Linked DNA regions of Ovis aries: region 2 is linked to region 1. The links are chromatin contacts, called in public Hi-C maps. All regions are on one chromosome and are shown on one strand. Each heading gives the region's core, a stretch centred on a gene start, on an enhancer-like site or on the middle of the called end of the contact. The rest is flanking DNA. Distances are from core to core; before and after follow the strand shown. Region 1 overlaps ENPP3 (ectonucleotide pyrophosphatase/phosphodiesterase 3). Region 2 has its middle 50 kb from the start of CCN2.

Region 1 (6,137 bases), core at 3,279-5,778:
CTCCTGCTGAGGCCCCCAAAGAGATCTCTCCTAGAACTGCCATCCTCTCTTTTTCCTTTTAAACCCTCCCTGAAAAGGGCTGGCAGCCCTGACCACAAACTCAGCCTTGGGAACCAAGAATTTAAGTTGTTAAGGCTACAACACATTCTTTTTAAATGGATAGTCTTTGGTATCTAAGTCATATTCAATTACCACAGGCCAGTGGCAAGATTAAGAGTGACAATTGGGAGCAAATTTATGTTAACAAATTCCTAAAGTGAAAGGTGAAATTGCAGCTTATTCATTGTCTTGCTAAGTGATGTGTGGTCTGAGGTAAGCATATCAGCAGGAAGGTGGGTTAGATTCCCCAAAACTCCAGTTCTTTAAGGTTTTTAACACTGAGTGTAATAAGTGCTGATCCAAACAGGACTTTTTTTTTTTTAACCTCCTTTTATTCCAGAAGCTTTCTGTCTGTAATCACAAGAAAATACTTCTGTTTTTAGGTGTGTTATTCATGTTTTGAGAAGTTGGAAGTGTAATTTTATTTACCTAAGTTCTATTAAATTTTCATATAGTAACTAACAGAAAAGCTGGTCTCCCAAGGTCTGGTGTTGTTTAGTTACTCAATCATGTCTGACTCTTGTGATCTCATGGACTGTAGCCCGCCAGGCTCCTCTGTCCATGGGATTCTCCAGGCAAGAATACTGGAGCCATTTCCTTCCAAATATTTTCGCCATTTCCTTCTCCTCTCCCAAGGTTTAGTGTCTATCATTACTTAAAAAAACCTCACACTTATAGCTGAATAATTCTGATTAATAAATATTTCTCCCTTGTCTTTTTCTACTTTCTATCTTCCTAAGGCAGAGCATCTACTTCCAGGATATCACCTAGAAGTGATATCAGCATATCACCAACTTCAAAATTCATATTTTTGAAACTCAATTCACATTTGATTGTTGAATATATATGGCTATACTTACCACATAATAGGTTATAGACTTCAATATTGTCAAATGGTTCAACTTCGATCTTCTGTTTAAAACTGGGTCCATGTGCCAAAAAGATAGCCTAGGCATTAAAAGTCCAGTTACTAAATGCCATGTAAACTCAAAAACAGGTAAGAGACATGATTTAACAACTCTTCTATTCATATCTTATTCCTCTGTAAGGAATGCTTTCCATAATTTATTTTTTTTGCTGTATGTTTTTTTTATTATTAAAGTATAGTTGTTGTACAATATTATATGTTACAGGTGTACAATGGAGTGACTACAATTTTCAATATTCCATTTATAGTTATCATAAATATTGGCTGCTTTCCAGATTTGAAAATGATTTTTGCATCATTTCTACCTATGATATTGTACTAAGTGTGATCAGGTATAATCTATACTGTGTTTACTTCTAAATCCACCTACTTCCATAGCATCTCCTATGTCAACAGACCAGGAGAATACAAGTAATAGTGGACAATCAATGCCAGCACAGTTCTACAATATCTGGATAATATAAATTAGAAATTCATCACACAAATCATAGGAGAAGGCAATGGCACCCCACTCCAGTACTCCTGCCTGGAAAATCCCATGGACGGAGGAGCCTGGTAGGCTGTAGGTCGGACACGACTGAGCGACTTCACTTTTGACTTTTCACTTTCGTGCATTGGAGAAGGAAATGGCAACCCACTCCAGTGTTCTTGCCTGGAGAATCCCAGGGACGGGGGAGCCTGGTGGGCTGCCGTCTATGGGGTTGCACAGAGTCGGGCACAACTGAAGTGACTTAGCAGCAGCACACAAATCATATATTCTTTTTATATTCCTTTCATATCATCATTCATATATATTACTACTACATGACAAAAAATGTTGAAATTTCTAAGCATTGAATTTTTGTACAACTTATATTTGCTCACTGATTTCTCAAATACATCTCTCATTTACTTTTAGGATAAAGAGACCTAAACATTTTTATTTATGTTTAGCTGATTTTGTGTGTTAGTCACTCAGTCATGTCCATCTCTTTGCGACCCCGTGGATTGTAGCCTGCCAGGCTCCTCTGTCCATGGGATTCTCCAGGCAAGAATATGGGAGTGGGTTGCCATTTCCTGCTCTAATTAAAGGCAACTTAATTACATGATGTCTAACAGGTCTAATTGTTTTAGAATATAAATAACTAGAAGAACAGAATCAAACATGGGTAAGCAAGTATTTTCAGGTGACAGGAATACAAATATACACATATATACCTTCCCAAGATAATCAGCAAAGCATATTGCTTTGTTATACCAGTTCTCTATATCCACCTGTTAGAATGAAAACTTCACGAGGGCAGAGGTCTTTATCTGTGTTGTTCACAAATGTATTCAAGAGTCCTGAACATTGTCTGCCACAAAGTAGGTGCTCAATAAATATTTGCTTTAAAAAAGGCAATAAGTTGTTACCTCCATGCTCTTAAACTCATTGTCATAACCATGGTTGCCTCCTCCACAGTATGAATATGCTCTATTCCTATAAAAAAAATATTATTACACTGTGATCAGTCTATTTTGATATGAGACCTTATTGCAAACTGAGCTTTCTAGGTTTTGATGTGGTTTCTGCTTTTATATAAGTAAAATTTTCTGTCAACAATAGCATAGATATATTTATTTTCATGCTCAAATTCACAGCCACAGAAGAACAAAGAGAATGGTAGGAGAGAAGGAAGGAGAATTCCAGCATCTATAAATAGAATTAAAAAATGTTTGACTCCTAAACATTAAGGGAAAGATAAACAAAGTCACATATTTTTTAAAAAATTGTCATAGTAAAACTTGTTTTAAAAAAATGTTTTATTTATTTATTTATTTCAATGTTTTATTGAATAGATATTTGGTTTTCCTAAGATTATTGGAACTATTTGATTGAGGTGAATTCAGTTTTAAATTCTGTGTGGCAAGTTAGAGTATTCATTAACGAAAGAAAGAAAAGGTCTTTTGAACCAAGTAATTGATAAAATTCTCTAAAATTGATCCTTTATTTATTTTTCTGTTTTCAGAAAAAAAAAAATCTAGTTTTTGTTTGTTTTTATAGTTCCAGCTCCTAATCCAACTCCATTAGAAAAACATTAGTATTACAAAACTGCATTTGGAAGCAAAAGACAAAAATAGTGTTTGAAAAACTCTATTTTCTATGGTTTTCCAAATGAAAACTTTAGAAATTTGTTCTCCTAATTACTCATGTTCAAGTGTTCCGAACACTAATTTGGCTCTGGAAATTATATATGGAAAAACGGAAGCTGGCACTTGGAAAAGATGAAATGATTTTATCTTTCAAAATTTAGCTCAAATTCCAAGTACTATCTAAAACCTCTTGGAGCAAATTCTCTTTTCTCTTCTCTGTGTTTAATTAATTAATAAAGTCAAAATCAAGGCCCCATTTCTCTGCCACAGCTGGATAACGACAAAGATGGGCGATGAGCAAGACCTCTCCTGATACCCGATTAGTTACCAAGTCCTATCTTTCTCTGCCATATCGGTCACTTTTCCTTCGCTTTTCTCTTCTACTCCCACTGCTCTGTGCTATGATGGATCTGACCTTAACTGGTTATCCTGACTCTGAACTTCAGAATCTTCCATGTAACACACACATACACACACACCCTCAAATGTATTTAACACTATATATCCCTCCTGGAAATGGAAACACGTGTTTTAATGAGTACAAATGTGAGACAGAATAAAAGGAGCCAGTAACTTTCTGGAAAATCTAAGTCATGAGTTCACCATACATATTTGCCCAGTCGTGTGCTAACTGACTAGTTTTACCACCCCCCATGGCTCCAAGGTTCCCTTGGGGATGTCATCATGCTAAAGAATGGGTTATGACCTGTGATGGCTCAGGTAGTAAAGCATTTGCCTGCAATGCGAGAGACTTTGGTAGGGTCTCTGGGTCAGGAAGATCCTCTGGAGAAGGGAATGGCTACCCACTCCAGTTTTCTTGCCTGGAGAATTCCATGGACAGAGGAGCCTGGTGGGCTACAGTCCATGGGGTCAAAAAGAGTCAGACACGACAGAGCTACTAACACTTTTTCACTTTTCTAACTGGCCTCCGTGCTACTCACTTGACCATCCTCTTCCTTAGGGCAGCTGGAGTGAGTGCTCTGAAATGCAAATCCCAACCTTTTCACCCTGAGCCACCTTCTATCTCTGAGTGCTCTGCTCTCCTACTTTCTTTACAAAGTCACATTCCTTAGTCGTGACAAATAAGGCCCTTTGTGCAGAGGTCAGCTTTACTCACTAGGCGCTAATAGCAATATGGATCTACTTTCAGCTGATGGAGTCTGATCCTTCTGCCTGGAAACCTGACACTATCTTTCCACCTTCCTTTGCCCCAGAGTTCCTACTGGCTTAAAAAAAAAATAATAAAGGACTCCACTGCTCTGAGCTGAGCAATCAGAGAAAGAAGCACCTCTGAGAAGTTACAAGCTGCCAGTGCTCAAGGCTTGGCAAGCAGATGAGTGCCTTCCAGCAAGGAAACTAGGTCCATCTCCTCCTGTAAACACAGCCTGTCAAGGCTTGTTGAGCTGAGCAAGGGTTAGATTTCCTCTCTCACTCATCTTCTGGGCTGAGTGTCTCTGTACAATGGCTCAGAATGACAACTGCCTGGGCAGACCTGCTATGTCACAGCATGTAGCCTAACCCATCCTGAGTCTTTAAAACCTAGAGCAGAAGTCAGGCCCTCCAGAAAGTGTTCTCTGACATTCTCTGGCATTTGCACCCACAGTGTGAAATCACTCTTTTTGTTTCCTTGTGCCTTGTCCTTGATCCCACTGCAACAGCTGCTACACCTGATTAGAATTGTTGCCATCCTCTCTGCCTGGGTGACTATCTTCAGTGGGGACTGTGTCTATCTCCACTGTGAGAAAGGTGCCTGGACTTACTTATTATTTGTCAGTTTCCATTCATAAAATAAAAAGCTATTATTCATGTTATTTAAAAGGAAACTTTAACATTACTTCAACTAGTTTCAAATAACTGGGTTCCTCCAAACTAGTAAAATCTAACACATTTTTAAAAGGGCAAAACAAGGAGGAGAAGGAGGAAAATAGATTATATTAAATGATAAAATTTGCTGTAATTTTCAACAATGGAATCTAATCTACTTATCAAATAATTAACATTATAACTAAAGATGATGTATTTTAACTTAGAAAACAGGTAGCCTGAGCTTCATGTGTTAAGAGCTGGAGATAGAATAACCCCAAGATCTAATCAGGTGAGACTTTCCTGTTGCTCTGGTTGGGGCTGTGGTCAACAATTCCTCTGATGTAAGTTAGTTTACTTTGTGTTCACATAGCAAGAGAATAGTAAAACCAGGTTCATGATATGTTGCAGCTGAGAAAATGAAGCCTTGAAATATTAATATGCCCAAGTTCTCACAACCTGAACTTTGGGGCTGCTGCCCTGTTTACATCTCACTGCTCAAGAAGGAAATGACAACCCACTCCAGTGTTTTTGCAAGAAAAGTTATGACCAACCTAGATAGCATTATCAAAAGCAGAGACATTACTTTGCCGACTAAGGTCCATCTAGTCAAGGCTATGGTTTTTCCTGTGGTCATGTATGGATGTGAGACTTGGACTGTGAAGAAGGCTGAGCGCCGAAGAATTGATGCTTTTGAACTGTGGTGTTGGAGAAGACTCTTGAGAGTCCCTTGGACTGCAAGGAGATCCAACCAGTCCATTCTAAAGGAGATCAGCCCTGGAATTTCTTTGGAAGGAATGATGCTAACACTGAAACTCCAGTACTTTGGCCACCTCATGAGAAGAGTTGACTCATTGGAAAAAACTCTGATGCTGGGAGGGATTGGGGGCAGGAGGAGAAGGGGACAACAGAGGATGAGATGGCTGGATGGCATCACTGACTGGATGGACGTGAGTCTGAGTGAACTCCGGGAGATAGTGATGGATGGGGAGGCCTGGCGTGCTGCGATTCATGGGGTCGCAAAGAGTCGGACACGACTGAGAGACTGAACTGAACTGAACTGAATAAAGACTGAAACCCAGAGGTATTACTGTGGCTGGACTCTCCTTCCAGAGCCCATAGTCCATGCTGTCAAACCCATGGGCACTTTCTCATGTTGTACTATTAGCCTCCTAATTCATATCCTTATACCATT
Region 2 (6,518 bases), core at 2,999-5,498, 170 kb before region 1:
TTAGATCCGCACCAATGTCATCTTTGAAAACCGTTTAGCACAGCTCCTGGCACCTGTTAGGGTTAAATAAAAGTTGGAGGATGAGTGAGCTATACCCAAATGAACTGTACATTCACTTTAAGAAATGGAAAAATGATAAGTGAATAATTATAGATAATGGCTCTAGGAGTTTAGTGTCTCCGTAGAAAATATTTTGGTAAATAAAAGCACTTAATCTTACATGGAGCTTTCCTGGTGGCTCAGCAGTAAAGAATCCGCCTGCAGTTCAGGAGAAATAAATTCAATCCCTGGGTGGGGAAGATTCCCTGGAAGAGGAAATGGCAATTCACTCCAGTATTCTTGCTGGGAAATCTCATGAACAGAGTAGCCTGGTGGGCTACAGTCCATAGGGTCACAAAAGAGTCAGACCAACTGAACAACAAAACTTACATGCGATGGGTTTATTCCATGACCAGCTTATAGCATGTGCAGCTTATTCCATGACACTACTTTGCCAACAAAGGTCCGTCTAGTCAAAGCTATGGTTTTTCCAGTAGTCCTGGTGAGAGTTGGACTATAAAGCAAGCTGAGAGCCAAAGAATGGATGCTTGTGAACTGTGGTGTTGGAGAAGGCTCCTGAGAGTCCGTTGGACTGCAAGGAGATCCAACCAGTCAATTCTAAAGGAATCAGTCCTGAATATTCATTGGAAGGACTGATGCTAAAGGTGAAACTCCAATATTTGGCCACCTGATGCCAAGAACTGACTCATTTGAAAAGACCCTGATGCTGGGAAAGATTGAAGAGAGAAGAAGGGAGACGTGGACAGCAGAGGATGAGATGTTTGGATGAAATCATCTGCTCAATGGACATGAGTTTGAGCAAACTCTGGAAGATGGTGAAAGACAGGGAAACCTGATGTGCTGCAGACCATGGGGTCGCAGAGAGTCAGACACGACTGCGAGACTGAACCGAACTGAACAGTTCTAATATGGCCAGCAGGGGGCGAACTGCTCTTCAGTTTAGTGTTGGAATCTAAATTGCAGGGGCTGCAGTTTTCTAGGTTCCATTTTATACTATCTAGGTTTGTCATAGCTTTCCTTCCAAGGAGCAAGCGTCTTTTAATTTCTTGGCTGCAGTTACTATCTGCAGTGATTTCGAAACCCAAGAATATAAAATCTGTCACTGCTTCCACTTTCCCCCCTTCTATTTGCCGTTAAGTGATGGGACTGGATGCCAGGATCTTAGTTTTTGAATGTTGAGTTTTAAGTCAGCTTTCTCACTTTCGTCTTTCACCGTCATCAAGAGACTCTTTAGTTCTTCTTCACTTTTTGTCATTAGAGTGGTATTATCGTCTACCTATCTGAGATTATTTCTATTTCTCCCAGCAGTGTTTATTCCAGCTGTGATTCATTCAGCCTGGCATTTCACAACATGCTTCCCTGATAACTCAGTTGGTAAAGAATCTGCCTGCAATGCAGAAGACCCTAGTTCGATTCGTGAGTTGGGAGGATCCCCTGAAGAAGGGATAGGCTACCCACTCCAGTATTCCTGGGCTTCCCTTGTGGCTCAGTTGGTAAAGAATCCACCTAAAATGCAGGAGATCAGGATTCGATCCCTGAGTTGGGAAGATCTCCTGAAGAAGGGAAAGGCTACCCACTCCAGTATTCTGGCCTAGAGAATTCCATGGACTGTATAGTCCATGGGGTCGCAAAGAGCTGGATACTACTGAGCAATTTTCACACACTGCATATAAGTTAAATAAATAGGGAGACAATATACAGCCTTGTCGGTCTCCTTGCCCAATTTTGAACCAGTCAATTGTTCTATGTCTGGTTCTAACTGTTGCTTCTTGAACCACATACAGCTTTCTCTGGAGACAGGTGAGGTGGTCTGGTATTCCCATCTTTTTAAGAATTTCCACAGATGGCTGTGATCCACACGAAGGCTTTAGCATAGTCAATGAAGCCCAAGTAGATGTTTTTCTGGAATTCCCTTTCTTTCTCCAAGATCCAACGAATGTTGGCAACTTAATATCTGGTTCTTCTGCTTTGAAATCCAGCTTGAACATCTGAAAGTTCTTGGTTCACATAGTGCTGAATCCTAGCTTGAAGGATTTTGAGCATAACCTTGCTAGCATGTGAAATGAGTGCAATTGTACCATAGTTTTAACATTCTTGATTGCCCTTCTTTGGTATTGAATGAAAACACGTTTTCCAGTCAGGTGGCCACTGCTGAGTTTTCCAATGATACATTTTTGCATAAAAACCTAAGACATAGTAGCTTAAAATAATGATTTAATATTTCTCATTACTCCTTGGGTGTGCTCAGCTGGATGTTTGTTTGTGTTTGTTGTTGGTTTTGTTTTTTTTTCTTTTTTTTTTTTTTGGATAGTCTCCTTTGGGGCTGTTCATACAGCTGCAGTTATCTGGCAGCTCCACTGGAGTTAGACCACCAGATGGCCTCACATTCTTGTTTGAGCCCTTAGAACAAGGCTGTGAGTTGAGCCTCTCTCCTACGTAGTCTTTCATCACTCAATAGTTAAGCATCGACCTCCTTACACGGTGGCAGGAGCATTTTCAGAGCTGAAACCTTAAGCCGCATGGTGACCACATCAGTGGACAACCTCATTAGTGGAAAAAAGTCACTTCTGCCACATTTGGTTGGTCAAAATAAGTCACAAGTCTAGGATTGAGCAGCAAAGTCATATTGAAAAGAGGTAACCAGAGTGGCAAAAACCAACAATCTACTCCAATGGTTAAATAAGGACACAATAGGAGGAAAACCAGTGAAACAGAGAAAGAAAATTCAGTTGACAGATATATGAAATCTCCCTGGTCTGCACTAAATTGGAGAAATAAGTCAAAGTCCAAAATTATCCAACATAGGATTTTTTAACCAAAGATTAAGTGTACAGTTCTCTGAGACCCAATCTCTGAAGAAGGAAAGATCCCAAATATCATAGAAAGTCTAAGACAACCTCATTCCATCCCTACCCTGCCCTTGAGCTTCAGACAATTGAATAGGATACAAAATTATTCCTCCCTGACACAGTAGTTTAAAGGAAAACACAAACAATTCTCAGATGCAACTAGATGACTGCTTCATCTCAGAATAATATACAATGAGTAATATAAAAAGAAATGGCACTAAACTCAGCAAATTACTGCAGGATGAAAAAGGAGGAAGGATGAATGTGGGGGAGGGGTGGTTAGGGGTAGGAAGGAAGGACTGTAGAAAGGGAGGAAGGGAGGGTTCGTTTCATCTATTTCATCTAGAAGAAAAACACATAGGTCAAAAGAGTGGGAAGAAATGTTTCACATTACAGGACAGGCTAATAGAAATATGAATCCAGAAAATAAAATAAACTTAAGGAAGACATGGTAGAACAATAGAAGGATTTTTAAAACAGGGGATAACAGGTTCAAAGCAGTAATAATATAGAAAAAATAAATTACAAATAAAGAAGAAAAATATTGCTGAAAAAAATGGAATCAGGATCATATAAAGATGCTGGAAATACTCATAATGTTTGAAAATACAAAACAAAAGGATTAACGCAACGATCAAGAAGTTAATAAACTAGAAAGAATGTTATCACTGGGAGCCTGCATCGATGAGTGCTATTTTCCTCTTTATATTTTACAATATATTTTTAAATTTCCAAAATTAAAATAAAATCTATCAATTAGGAAAATTTATTTAAAATTTTTTCGATATGGACTATTTTAAAATTCTTTATTGAATTTGTTACAATATTGCTTCTGTTTCATGTTTTGGTTTTTTGGCCATGACATAGGAGGCATCTTAACTCCCCCACCAGGGACTGAACCCACACCCCCTGCATTGGACCACCAGTGAGTCCCAGGAATTATTACATTTTTAAGAGAGGTTATAAGAAGTAGGGAAGTTTGGGGAGGTGATCTGAAACCGGAGTTTCAAACAAAGGAGAGAGATTGGTGAAGAAATAAGGTCAGGAAATAAAAACCAGTTACTTTTTTGTTCTCTCCCATAGTGAGAGAAGATTGTGAGGGTGTCAGAGGGGGCAAACCCAGCAGGGTTAATACTTTAGTCAAATAGAAGGACACACACATAGTCAAAGCAGAGACATGGGATCATTCAGAGGTAGGAATCAGAGATGTGTGTGAGAAAGAAGGGTTAATCATTAAGAAAACAAAGTCCTCCAGGCAGTGAGGAGTCAGGTCTGGGGAAGAAAAGAGCCACACTTCCTCTCTGATACATTAGAAGGAAGTTGGCTCAGGTGTGTGTGCATGCAGAAAATGGAAAGGAAGTTGATCAAAGACAAATGTCTTGTGCAGTATGGCAGAATTCAAGTCAGAATGTGCCTTTTGGAATTATGTTAGCATTCCCATGGCAACCAGCAGGGTAATGAGTGAATGGCATATATAAACTGTTAATCTGTATCTAGTCAATATCCCTCGGTATTGGGTACTTTCTGCTCTTTGGACTTTTTACCACCTATATAGATATGGGGAAAGACACTTCAGGTACTTTATGAATTTTTAAAATATCTTTTGCCTAACTGAATTTTACTGTTTCTTTTCAGATTATGAAATTAATGCATTATAGAAGAATAAGAAAGTGAAGATCATTCCAAATGCCGCCACTCAGATATAATTACTGTTAATGTTTTAAGGTGTTTACTTCCTGTGGGAACAATAGAGAGAAGGAAAAAGAGGGGAAAGAGGAAGAAAAGGGATTTTCTTTTCCCTTTCACCAAAATGGATACATTATCACATGCCATTTTAGAAGCTGTCATTTTCAATTCCTATTGAAATTGAAAGTGAAGTTTTCTACTTTAATAAATTTAGATAAGCATCACATTTTAAGAGTGTATTATATTATATGAATATACTATATCATTACTGTTTCTCTAATAATAGCCAACCATTTAGATCGAATATTACTTTGTATCTTCTGACAGTTGGATAATGGCTTCTTTAGAACAAATCTGAAGAACTGAAAGTTCTTCAAACTGAAGACTGAAGTGTTTATGGACAATTTTTAGATTTCAGAACACAATCATCAGATCACTGTCAGAGATGTCAGAGTATCTTGCCTTGTGATGCCCTTCTCAAGGTCTCACTGCCTATTAACTTTGAAACAGTGGAAATTTGCATCTTTTTAATCTTTTCCCCATATGGTAAGCACAAAAATGTTAATTCACAAAGAAAAACATTTGTATGCACTTAGATTTGCTCTTTGCATTTTTTTCTTACAAATGCCTTAATCCAAACTGTTGCCCATTCTTCAACAGAGGGTTTATGTATCTTGGTTATGTTTTTAAAAGGCTTTTTGAAAAATTGGTGAGATGTCCTACTATTAATATTTACACTATTAATAAATGTATTTCAAGAACTGTTTTAGAGTTCAGTTACTGATGAAGTAGAACTTGATGACTTGAACATTTTCCAGGTGTTTATGAAGAAGGCAACGTGATATACTCCTTAAACATATGAACTTTTCCAGGATCTGAGTTCAAGTCCCTGCCAGGGATAACCCACTAGTCACAGTTAGATGGTTATTTTCATATTACAGGATTGTTTAGAAAATATATATAAACCATCTAGCGCAATGTCTGGAACAAGATAAGCATCCAGTAATGGGTAGTTATTATAATTATCGTCATATTTGATATCATCTCAAAGACTTTTGTTGTTATAATAATATTATTGATGCACTGGTTATTAAGTTTAGTCATTTGTCAACCTTCCATCAGAGAGGGATGGGGTGACTTAACCCATCTCTAACACTTCTTAGTTTGCTACCATCATAGGCAATGCTAGATTCCATTGCCCTAAATTTCAAAAATAGGAGGAAGAGTTAGGAAAGAGGAAAATCTCTCTTCTTTAGTAAAGGGAAGTCACCTGAAATCTATTTGTTCCAGGTGCTCCAGGGTGGTTGTTACCACCTACTTATTTCCTTCCAGGCTGATCTGTTTCCCCCCCCCCCCCTGCAGAACGTGTTACTGGAGTTGATGAACATGAGAACTAGATCAGATGTGAGGGCCCCTCTTGGGGCCCTACGTGAACTGAACTCCCTTCACTTCCATTCCCATCCTGAGCTTAGTCAGGAGGTTCATTCTCGCTCAGGTTTGCACTGCCAATAATGAAACAGTTTGGAGCAAGCAAGATAGACTTATACTAAGCCAGAGAATAGAGAAGAGGCGCTTGAGCACCAAAAGCGACAGTTCCCCAGAGGAAGGGAGTAAGGGAATTTTAAAGATCGAGAGGCAGACAGGTCAGCAGGGCTCCAGGAAAGGGGTGGGGATTTCAAGGGGCAGCCCAGGAACGTGCAGTCTTCCAAGCTCCTTTGCACACAGCATAGTGCCAAGCATAGTGCCAGTCAGTTCAGTTCAGTCGCTCAATCATGTCTGACTCTTCGCGACCGCATGATAGTGCAAATCCCTCCTTGTGGGGAGATCTTAGCCTGGTGATAAAGCAGAGGTAACTCTACACTCCCCCAGGTTTCATCTGTGCAAGCATGTTCTGTGGTCAAGTAAGAGCCCAGTTGGGGGCAG

Evidence for each region. Hi-C and Micro-C count contacts between places; a contact is called where the count stands out from the background.
Region 2: a Hi-C map of tail adipose tissue shows a contact between it and region 1, with 6 times the contacts expected there. The contact joins two enhancer-like sites. A contact is called at or near these places in 8 of 16 Hi-C or Micro-C datasets (blood, hypothalamus, liver and 4 more).

The regions. Positions count from the first base shown.
Region 1 is chr8:57,135,447-57,141,583 of ARS-UI_Ramb_v3.0, reverse strand. ENPP3 (ectonucleotide pyrophosphatase/phosphodiesterase 3) reads right to left here. Exons shown (of 25, transcript XM_004011325.6): 16 at 2,420-2,486; 17 at 960-1,047. Among named protein-coding and RNA genes, the nearest start is that of ENPP3, 63 kb to the right of the region's middle. Within about 2 kb of position 4,528, at least 4 of the 54 cell types and tissues checked have an H3K27ac peak or open chromatin away from gene starts, as enhancers often do.
Region 2 is chr8:57,302,526-57,309,043 of ARS-UI_Ramb_v3.0, reverse strand. No RefSeq gene overlaps it. Among named protein-coding and RNA genes, the nearest start is that of CCN2, 50 kb to the left of the region's middle. Within about 2 kb of position 4,248, at least 3 of the 54 cell types and tissues checked have an H3K27ac peak or open chromatin away from gene starts, as enhancers often do.